Regions from separate parts of the Mus musculus genome. Here all the other regions are linked to region 3. Evidence: chromatin contacts called from public promoter capture Hi-C data. All regions are on one chromosome and are shown on one strand. The core of a region is the stretch at or near the end of the contact, and the rest is flanking DNA. Distances in the headings are between cores, read along the strand shown.

Region 1 (3,005 bases), core at 156-2,655, 2.4 Mb after region 3:
ATGAGAGAGACTTCTTCCTGTCTACCCGAATCTGAGAGCAGAAGGTCTGATGGACATTTGTGAGAGAGCAAGGGACACCTTTGCAGTTCCAGACCCATGGTTTATAATGTGCTCATGAACTCCTAAAGGCCTTGTGTCCTAAATACCCAACACCATTGCATTGGGGATTAAGTTTCCAATACAGTTTTTTAGGGGACACAGTCAAATCACACACAAATATACTTTATAGTATTGTGTGGATTAAAGAGGGGCCATATTTGCAAAATGTCACTGTCTGTAATTCTAGATCTTTTCAAATGGTAGCTGTTATTAATGGAAGCACACCTGTTCTTGGACAGTCGTGTGTGAGCCTGCCCTGTACCTCTCTGGGAAATTTAGAACAAAGCCAGGAGGGGTCTGGGACCCAAAGCAGTACCCAGTACACTTTGCTATTTATTGATAATGGGTTAGGGATGAGTCTTGACCTGATGATAAGTATTTCCTTTCATAATCGAATTTAGATTTTCTCAGCTCAACCTTTTATTGTCTTTTTTTTTTTTTTTTTCTTGAGACAGGGTTTCTCTGTGTAGCCCTGGCTGTTCTGGAACTCACTCTGTAGACCAGGCTAGCCTAGAACTCAGAAATCCTCCTGCCTCTGCCTCCCAAGTGCTGGGATTAAAGGCGTGCGGCACCACTGCCCGGCTCTTTTATTGTCTTTATCAACAACCTGTTAACAATAGTGATAAGCACACCACAAGTGACACACCTTCACAGAGGGACAGAAATGTATTTAATCCTTCAATGTCCATTTGTGATGGAGACCATCACCTCCACACCCAGGTAGATAGTAGACAAGCACCCTACCTATAGGGTCGACCCAAGAGTGGGACAGGTTGTGGAACTAGGCCAGTGCAGGGAGTGCACTAGGCAAGTTGCTAAATGTATCCCCTCTTTTACAGGGTCCACGATAGAGTTACCTCTAGGAGAGAAACTTGCAGAGGCAGAGAATGAATCTGGCGTCGTCCTGTTTCTCTCCTGCTTGTAAAACACGTGGTGAGGAGCTGAATGGGGTGATGACCCCATTCCACTTCGAAAGTCTGTAGAACTTCCGATTCGAAAAACCGAGTTCCACTCTCAGCCTCGGTCAATTAAGTCTTTACAAAGAGGGGCGGGGCCTCCGGGAAACTGACCTGGGGGGCGGGGGAGGCGACAGACCCTTCCGAGCTGCTGATTGGCTGATACGAATGTCTGTCTTCTTTTGTCTCCGCCCTACCTCCAAGCCCCTTAGCCACTGGAGGCGGTCGCTCGACGCCGGACCTGGTGCCTAACAGGCAGGGGGCGTGCTCCGGGGGGGGCGTGCCGGAGCGCGCCCCGCCCCCGCCCCCGCCCCCGCCCCCCAGCCCCGCCCCCCGCCCCGCCCCCGCCCGGGCGCCGCTGCCTCCTCCGCGCCGCGTCCTCTGCCCGTCTCAGTCCTCGCGGCACGCCGTTGCCTCTCTCTCCCGGAGAACGTCCCGCGCTCGCAGCGGTCGCCGCACTCCGGGGCCAGCTCTCGGCGGCCAGCGCTCCGCACAGGGTCTCCCTCCGCGTGCCCGTCTCTGCTGCGGTCGCGGCCTCTCAGAGCTCCGGGGCGGGCCATGGAGGCAGACGGGGCCGGCGAGCAGATGAGACCGCTACTCACGCGGGTAAGGAGCGGGGAGGCCGAGGCCCGCAGACAAAGGCGGCGTCGCGGCGGGGCTGCCGGCGGCCTATGCTGGCGGCCGCGCGCCGCCGTCGCCTTTGTGTGGCGGGGGTCGCAGGGGACGGCCGGCTTCGAGCCCTCGGGGACGCCTCTCCCGAGGACGCGTGTCCGCCGCCGCAGTGCCCGGCTCTCAGACGCGCGGCTCCGGGAGCCGTGTTCTCCCGCCGCGTGGACGCTGCCGTCCTTCAGCCCAGGCTGCTGTTCCTGCCGCCGCCGCCGCCTTCAGCCTGTGGCCGGAGTCGGGACCGGCCGTCGGGGCCGGCGCTCTGTGGCGTGTTGGGTCGCAGGCCCAGGAGAAGCACCGTGAGTGCAGTGTCCTCCTCCGGGCTCCATAGAAAGAGAATGGACCGAGAGAGACCCCAGTGCTCTGCGCCGCGCGTCCCCAGTCCAGCCGATCCCGCTTTCCCAGTGCAAGCAGCCTGAGTAAGGGCGGACTTGGGACGCGCAGAAACTGGGCTCTCATTTAAACGGGGGAGGGGGCGGGGGGCACACAAGTGGCCCGTTCTCTAGAAACAGGAACGTGTATGTGCCCTACAGAAGAAACTGCTTTCTCCTTTCAGAGTCTCTGACTCAAAGGATGTGGTGGTACTAATTTTCCTACTTCCAATTTTTACTCTGACCAGTGAAATGGGAGGGAAGGTTGCAGGGATGAATTTTCCAGTCTTTTCAAAACAAGGAAAAGGACATTTTGCCGGTTTTTTTTTTTTTTTTTTTTTTTTTTTGGTAGAATTTTCCTTAAGGCTCCCTCCTCTCGTTACTTTAAAAGTTATTGTGGAGGCCGTGGGCGGTGATCATTCATTACTTCACAGTATTCAAATATAAACTCTTTAAATATAAAGGAAAACTTCGGTCTTAAGACTGTGAAGTTCTGTAGTGGTTATGGGTTTGATGGGTCACAGTGATGAAGTACTGGAAACTCCTTAGGATTCTTTTTATGGCCTTTGAATGAACCTTCAGGACCTTCTCCAAGACTATCTGTCAAATACACTGTTGCTTGTTCTTAACCTTATTTGCACATTTTCAGCTGAACAGTAAACAGTATCAGTTTTCATAAACCTGGGTAAAAATGTTGTATTCTCTATCACAGTCTATTTAGGCAGAAGTCGTCATACACAGTAAGGCTATTGCCATTCATCCGTCCATCCATCCATTCATCCATCCATCCATCCATCCATCCATGCATGCATTCTGTGCAGTAGCTTATTGAGAACTTATTCTGTAGTGTCCAGAGTAGAAGCACTTTTTTCCGATAGAAGCTTCATTCAGAGGGGTGTGGGTGTGTGTCTAC
Region 2 (2,760 bases), core at 38-2,537, 3.0 Mb before region 3:
TGTTTGGAAATTGTTGGAGATCTTCTAAATGTTGACACATTTAAATGATGAATGTCAAAAATATTGTCATAAATGTATGTTAACATTTTCCCAGAACTCTGAATTTTGCTTTAAAGTTCACAATGGATGATTGGAAATGTGTTGCAAATTGTTCTCTGTGACTGATCTATTTTATTACACAGAGAATTTTAAAAGGTTTGCATTTGCAAGTAGCAAATTAAAAGCTAAATCATGTTAAGCTCCCAACAAAGACATTCCTGAATGAAATTTGTCCTGTGTGCATGTATGCACATTTCTGTATGGCCCTGTATGTGCACATGGATGGACCTTGGCATGATTACCCCCCTTTACTTTAATTCTTTTAAGACTTAATACAAATGAAGAATAGATTTCAGTGTGACATATTTTTTAGTGTGACATTTTTTCCACATGTGTATACCCTTTGATCTTCTCAGCCCCAATCACCTTCCTGCCTGCTACACTTAGCAGTTTCACTGTGATGACTGCCACATCATCACTACAAGGGGCCAACAGAGGAAAACAGTTTCTTAGGCACTTCAAGACAGTTTTTGTGTGTGTGTTTTGGTTTCCCTGAGATGCTCTTTGCACCCCATTTTAGCACGGGGCTGTGTAAACCATATTTGAAGACGCTGTTCTACAGTTAGGTTGCTCCAGGTGACCGGGCTTTATGGGGCTGCTTCTTCCTCCTCCAATCCCCAACGCCATTTAAGCACACCTCAGGTGAACTGTCCTCCACACTTAACTATGTCTCTTAATGGGTTGCTCAGAAGCCATCCTCACTGGAAAGTAAGTTAAGATGGACATGCATTCTCTTGGAAAAACAGCATTAGCGAACATTGATCTGAACCTGCAGTGACGCGGTAATATTGTGATCTGATCACCATGGCAGAGTGTGCCTTAGCCGTCAAAACGAACAGCTTCATCATTTTCACACCATGCTTCGTGACAGATGGCAAAAACTGTTTTGATTTTCCTCAGCAACTGTAGAGCAGGAAGAGAGTCTGCGCTTCCCCCTTCCTTCTTGCTCTTGTCATCTCTGGTTGGCCTGACAGCAAACCGATTTCTGCCTCTGTGATCCGTTCTCTGGATGACTGTGTTTTCAATAGCTACTTAGTATAAAAATAAAATGTGCAAGTCCCATCAAATAAACTAATTAAGGTTTAAAACGTGTCAAAATCCAACACCAGGAGGAACAGATGAGGCACTGAGTATAAGAGTCACATAGACCTGACAACTCATGTGTTGCCATGGCAACCAGGGAATCGATATCCCTCAGCTGGACAGATAGTTGACAGTAATTTTTGCTGGGTCAGAGCACTGAGAAGAGAGGGAAGTAGATTCTGCTGTGCAAAGAATTACTCCCTCCTTTTAACCAGAAGCTTCCGAGTGGTTTATTAATAATGGATATGTGAGATATGAAGGCAGGAGGGGACAACTTAGCAGGATCGTGGGCCTGGAGGGCATGGGGAAAGTAATGAGAGAAGAGATAAGAACACAGTATAATGATATGTAAGTGTAACAGTGAAATCCATTACTTTGTATGCAAATTTAAAAAATAATTTTAAAATATCCTAAATTTACAAGGTGTCTTAAAGACAGTTCTTGCATAAAATGGAAAGCACCGAGTGAAGACTTCTCTGTAATTCACTGTTATCTCTGAAACTCAGAATAAGAATACCCGTGAGGTTTTTTTTCTGTCGTCTGTGTTTTTAAAAACAAAAACAAAAACAAAAAACACCACCATATAGCTGGAAGGAAACAATGTTTCTTTCTTCCTCCTGCTCATAACCAATCATAAAAATATTCAGAGAATTTCTTTGTGTGATCTTCAGTACTGTCTGGCCATAGTTTTCAGAAGCTTTTAATTTATGTGTGTGTGTTTGCCTGCATGCTATGCATGCAGTACCCAAGGACTCCAACAGAGAGCACTAGACTCCTTGGAACTGAAGTTAGAAATGGTTGTGAGCTGGACATGCATGCTGGGATCTGAACCTGAAGTATTAACTAAGAAATCTTACTTCCTGAGCCAGCTCTCCAACCCCTGGTCATTTTTGTGATTAGCTCTTCTTGGATGTTGTGTGACCTATGGTTTGACAAGAAGAGACTGAACAAAACCTTCCTTTGTGCCTTGTGTTAGTGTATCATTTAGTAGAAAAGACAGTGTCTGTTTCCCCAAACATGGCCCACAGGCACAGCAGGTGCCTGAGTTGGTTGATATATAATGATGTCTGATCCACTAGAAGAAAAGATTTAATATCTAGCCCATTTAAAGAAAAAAAGGATGTTCTACACTGCTCGCTCTTAATGGGATGAGCACTCAACTTCAAAAAGAACAAAAAAATTGTTAGTTTATCTCTTTATAAATTGTCCCCTCCTTCCCTCCCTCCTTTGCCCCCTCCCTCCTTCTCTCTACTGAAGTTGTACAATATCTTTTTGGTAATCCTTCTTGATGGCACTTTCTTATTATGTGCTATACTGTGATATCCTGGTAGAATTAAAATATGGACATGAGGTTTTAATATAAGGACATTATCAGAAATGTCATCCCCAATAAATTGGGAACAGGGAAACCTGCCCTACAGACAGAGGGTCTTGCTCAATTTTGCCTTTTGCTGTGATTTGTAGAAACCAACCCCCTGCTGCGGATGCCTGCAGGTTAGCTTTCCAGTTGAGAGGCAGGGGACAGACTTCAGTGGGGAAGTAGGGAGAAGAAGATTTTTTGTTTGTTTTAGACAAAGG
Region 3 (2,700 bases), core at 41-2,540:
AGCACAGGTTACAGTGCTTCAAAATCAGGAGAAATTTCACTCATCCAGTTAGAAAATGCACAATAGGAAACCAAAGTCAAAAATATTTTTCTTGATGCTGGAGAGAGATGGATCCAGCAGTTATGAGTTCTGGCTGTTCTTACAGAGGACAAGAGTTCTCATCACAACAATCAAATAAAGAGTCTCAAGGGGATCTAAATCTCTATTCTGCCCTTTGAGGACACCTATATACATTGTAGCATACCATCCCAACACACACACACACACACACTCACACACAAACACATACCAAAATTTAAAGGGAACTTTACAAAACACAAAATGTTCTTTTGTTGTGGAAAAAAAAAATGTGGCTGGGGAAGTGGGAAGTCCCACACTGAGAATGAAATAATACCTCTATTGAGAGAGTAGCATTATAAGATAGGAAGAGCCAAGTATCATAGTCCATGCCTTTACTCCCAGGACCAGAGGCAGAGAGGCAGAGAGGGGGAGAGGCAGAGAGGCAGAGAGGCAGAGAGGCAGAGGTATGTCCTGTGATTTAAAGGACTAGCCAGGTCTACATAGTGAGACCTTGCCCTAGAAGTAAAGAAGTGAAGATACCTAAGTGTGTAGAAAAGAGGCTTTCAAAATAAAGGACACACTGAGTTCAAAGTGTCTAAATTCGGTGCTACATTTAATGTAGGTAACCTAGGAGGAAAAACTCACTTAAATGTGTTCTGTTTACCCTTTACCAGCTGTGCAACTCTTAGTTAAGACTTTATCACTCTTCCATATCTCTATCTATAAGCAAAGAATAAACAGAACTACTCGCTCACAAAGTTATTTCAAGGAATAAAATGAAGCGTAAGGGTACACTTCTGCACATGGGAGGAGTGCTGTGGGCTAAACAACACAAGGCTGTGAACTTGCTGTGTTGATCTGTGTGCGACCTAGAGGCTGCTCTGCAGGCCTCGGATGAACAAACTTAATGACAAGTCTTTGGATAGTCCCCACAACACTCACGCCTTCCCCCCCCCCCCCCCCCACTGGAACATTCCAAAGGAGGAATATGTTACAGGGAGGAAGCCAACTGTACTCCCCGAAGACTTTATAACATATGCAGAGACCACTTTTTAAAAGCTTGAGCTATCACCACATCTTCTTCCAGGTTTCTAAGGCCCCTTTTGGGGAATCTTCCACAGTCTCATCTCCCTGAGGTGCTCGAACCCGCGCCAGAGCCAAGCCAAGCCAAGTAGCTGGGACTCTGACTGACGTCAGGAGCGTAAAGTACGCAAACATGGCTGCCTGACCACGCCCAGGTCTTGCGCAGGCGTCGTCCATGGCGCGTTCCCGGAAGAGCTCAGAGGTGGGCGCAGTGTGGTCACAGCCCGTAGCCCCTGAGGCAAGGGGGGGATGAGGAGGAAGCTAATGAGGGGAGCCAGGTGACCAGAAAGGTTTTCCAGAGTTTTCTGGGACGAAAGGCGGGACTTGGGGTGGCCGTTGGGCGCTTCCTCGCTTCAAAAGGCAGAGTTTTTCTTGAACTGCTCCCGAAGGAGAGGAAGAGAGGCGGCAGGAGTGGCTTTCCAGGGGCGCCTGGACGCTGCCCTGGTCGGCTGCAAACCTCGCCGGGAGGAAGGCGAGGAAGCCGGGCGTGAGGTGGGCCCTGGGCGGAGAAGGAGCCTGCTGAAGGGCCGGGCAGGCCCCTGTGCAGTGTGCGGAGCACCCAGAGCTCGGGCGTCCGGTCGCCATCCGATCCTGAGCGAGCGGCGTTTAATTTCAGAAAGTTTAGGGAAGTCTCCTTCACGGAATGTCAGTGTTGGATGTGTCTCCCTTTGGTGGGGCACCTTTAGCTTGTGTGCTCAGCCTAGCGCGTTCAGAGCACGTCATTAGCCCACCATCTATACTTGTGCAAGTACTTTAGCCAAGGGGAGTGGTGCCTGGTGTAGTGTGCCATAGGAAGTCTCCAAACGCGAGTGCTGACTTGCTAGAACGCGGCGGGCAGACTTAATCGACTTTTTCCTAAGTTACACATGTAAAAATACTTCCCCTGTTTGGAAGGGTCATGGTAGCACTGAGCAGTCTTCCGCTAAAGGCAAGACCATGAGTTCCCAGTTGGTCCTCAGACGTGTTTGCCTTTCTGTCTATGAGTGTGTGTTGAATTTTTAGGTTTTTTTTTTTCTTTCTGTTAAAATGTCCATTAGTCTTAGTGCCGGCTGTTTGTTTGTTGAAATTCTGTTTAAGATTAGAGCTTGGGTGGAGGTAGCAGATATGAAGCGTCTTGAGTTTACCTGATCCATGGTGTTTTGAGTGAATTTGACAAATGCAAAAAAAAAAAAAAAAATTAATAAAAATGTGCTTGAGTGCATTCTTTCACATTACACATAAAATTGTCAGTTTTCTCTTTTGAGAGAATTAATGTATTGTTTCAGTACTAAAACCAAATCGCACAGTTGAACACATGGGTAAAGATAACTAAATGTTTTTATTATTTAGCAGAAAACTTATAGCCCAGCTTTGATTAAAGATGGCTTCCTTGTTTACTCAAGAAATTCACCTTTCTAAAAGACATGAAGAAATGTAAGTTTTTGAAAAAGATACTTCAAATACAGAGTGTATGTTACCTTTATTAGTGAAACATGCACAGGAAGACAAAAATGTGAAAGTATCATTTTCTGACAGGACATTTTATTGTAGATAACTTCATTGTCTCTTAAGAATGAG

The links. Promoter capture Hi-C pulls out the DNA fragments that hold promoters and counts their contacts.
Region 1: a promoter capture Hi-C map of cranial neural crest shows a contact between it and region 3. The contact joins the promoter of Slc4a7 here to the promoter of 3830406C13Rik in region 3.
Region 2: a contact with region 3 is called in a promoter capture Hi-C map of hippocampal neurons, with 4 times the contacts expected there. The contact joins the enhancer-like site here to the promoter of 3830406C13Rik in region 3. A contact is called at or near these places in 5 of 39 promoter capture datasets (the 3T3-L1 cell line, frontonasal cranial neural crest, hippocampal neurons and 2 more).

What each region holds. Positions count from the first base shown.
Region 1 is chr14:14,701,620-14,704,624 of GRCm38.p6, forward strand. Slc4a7 (solute carrier family 4, sodium bicarbonate cotransporter, member 7) reads left to right here and starts at 1,406. Exons shown (of 26, transcript NM_001360504.1): 1 at 1,406-1,661. The coding sequence starts at 1,614.
Region 2 is chr14:9,329,029-9,331,788 of GRCm38.p6, forward strand. No RefSeq gene overlaps it. Among named protein-coding and RNA genes, the nearest start is that of Gm41097, 120 kb to the right of the region's middle. Within about 2 kb of position 1,288, at least 20 of the 459 cell types and tissues checked have an H3K27ac peak or open chromatin away from gene starts, as enhancers often do. A contact at or near this core is called in hippocampal neurons, where this site is marked.
Region 3 is chr14:12,282,913-12,285,612 of GRCm38.p6, forward strand. 3830406C13Rik (RIKEN cDNA 3830406C13 gene) reads left to right here and starts at 1,291. Exons shown (of 5, transcript NM_178141.3): 1 at 1,291-1,345; 2 at 2,473-2,556. The coding sequence starts at 2,504.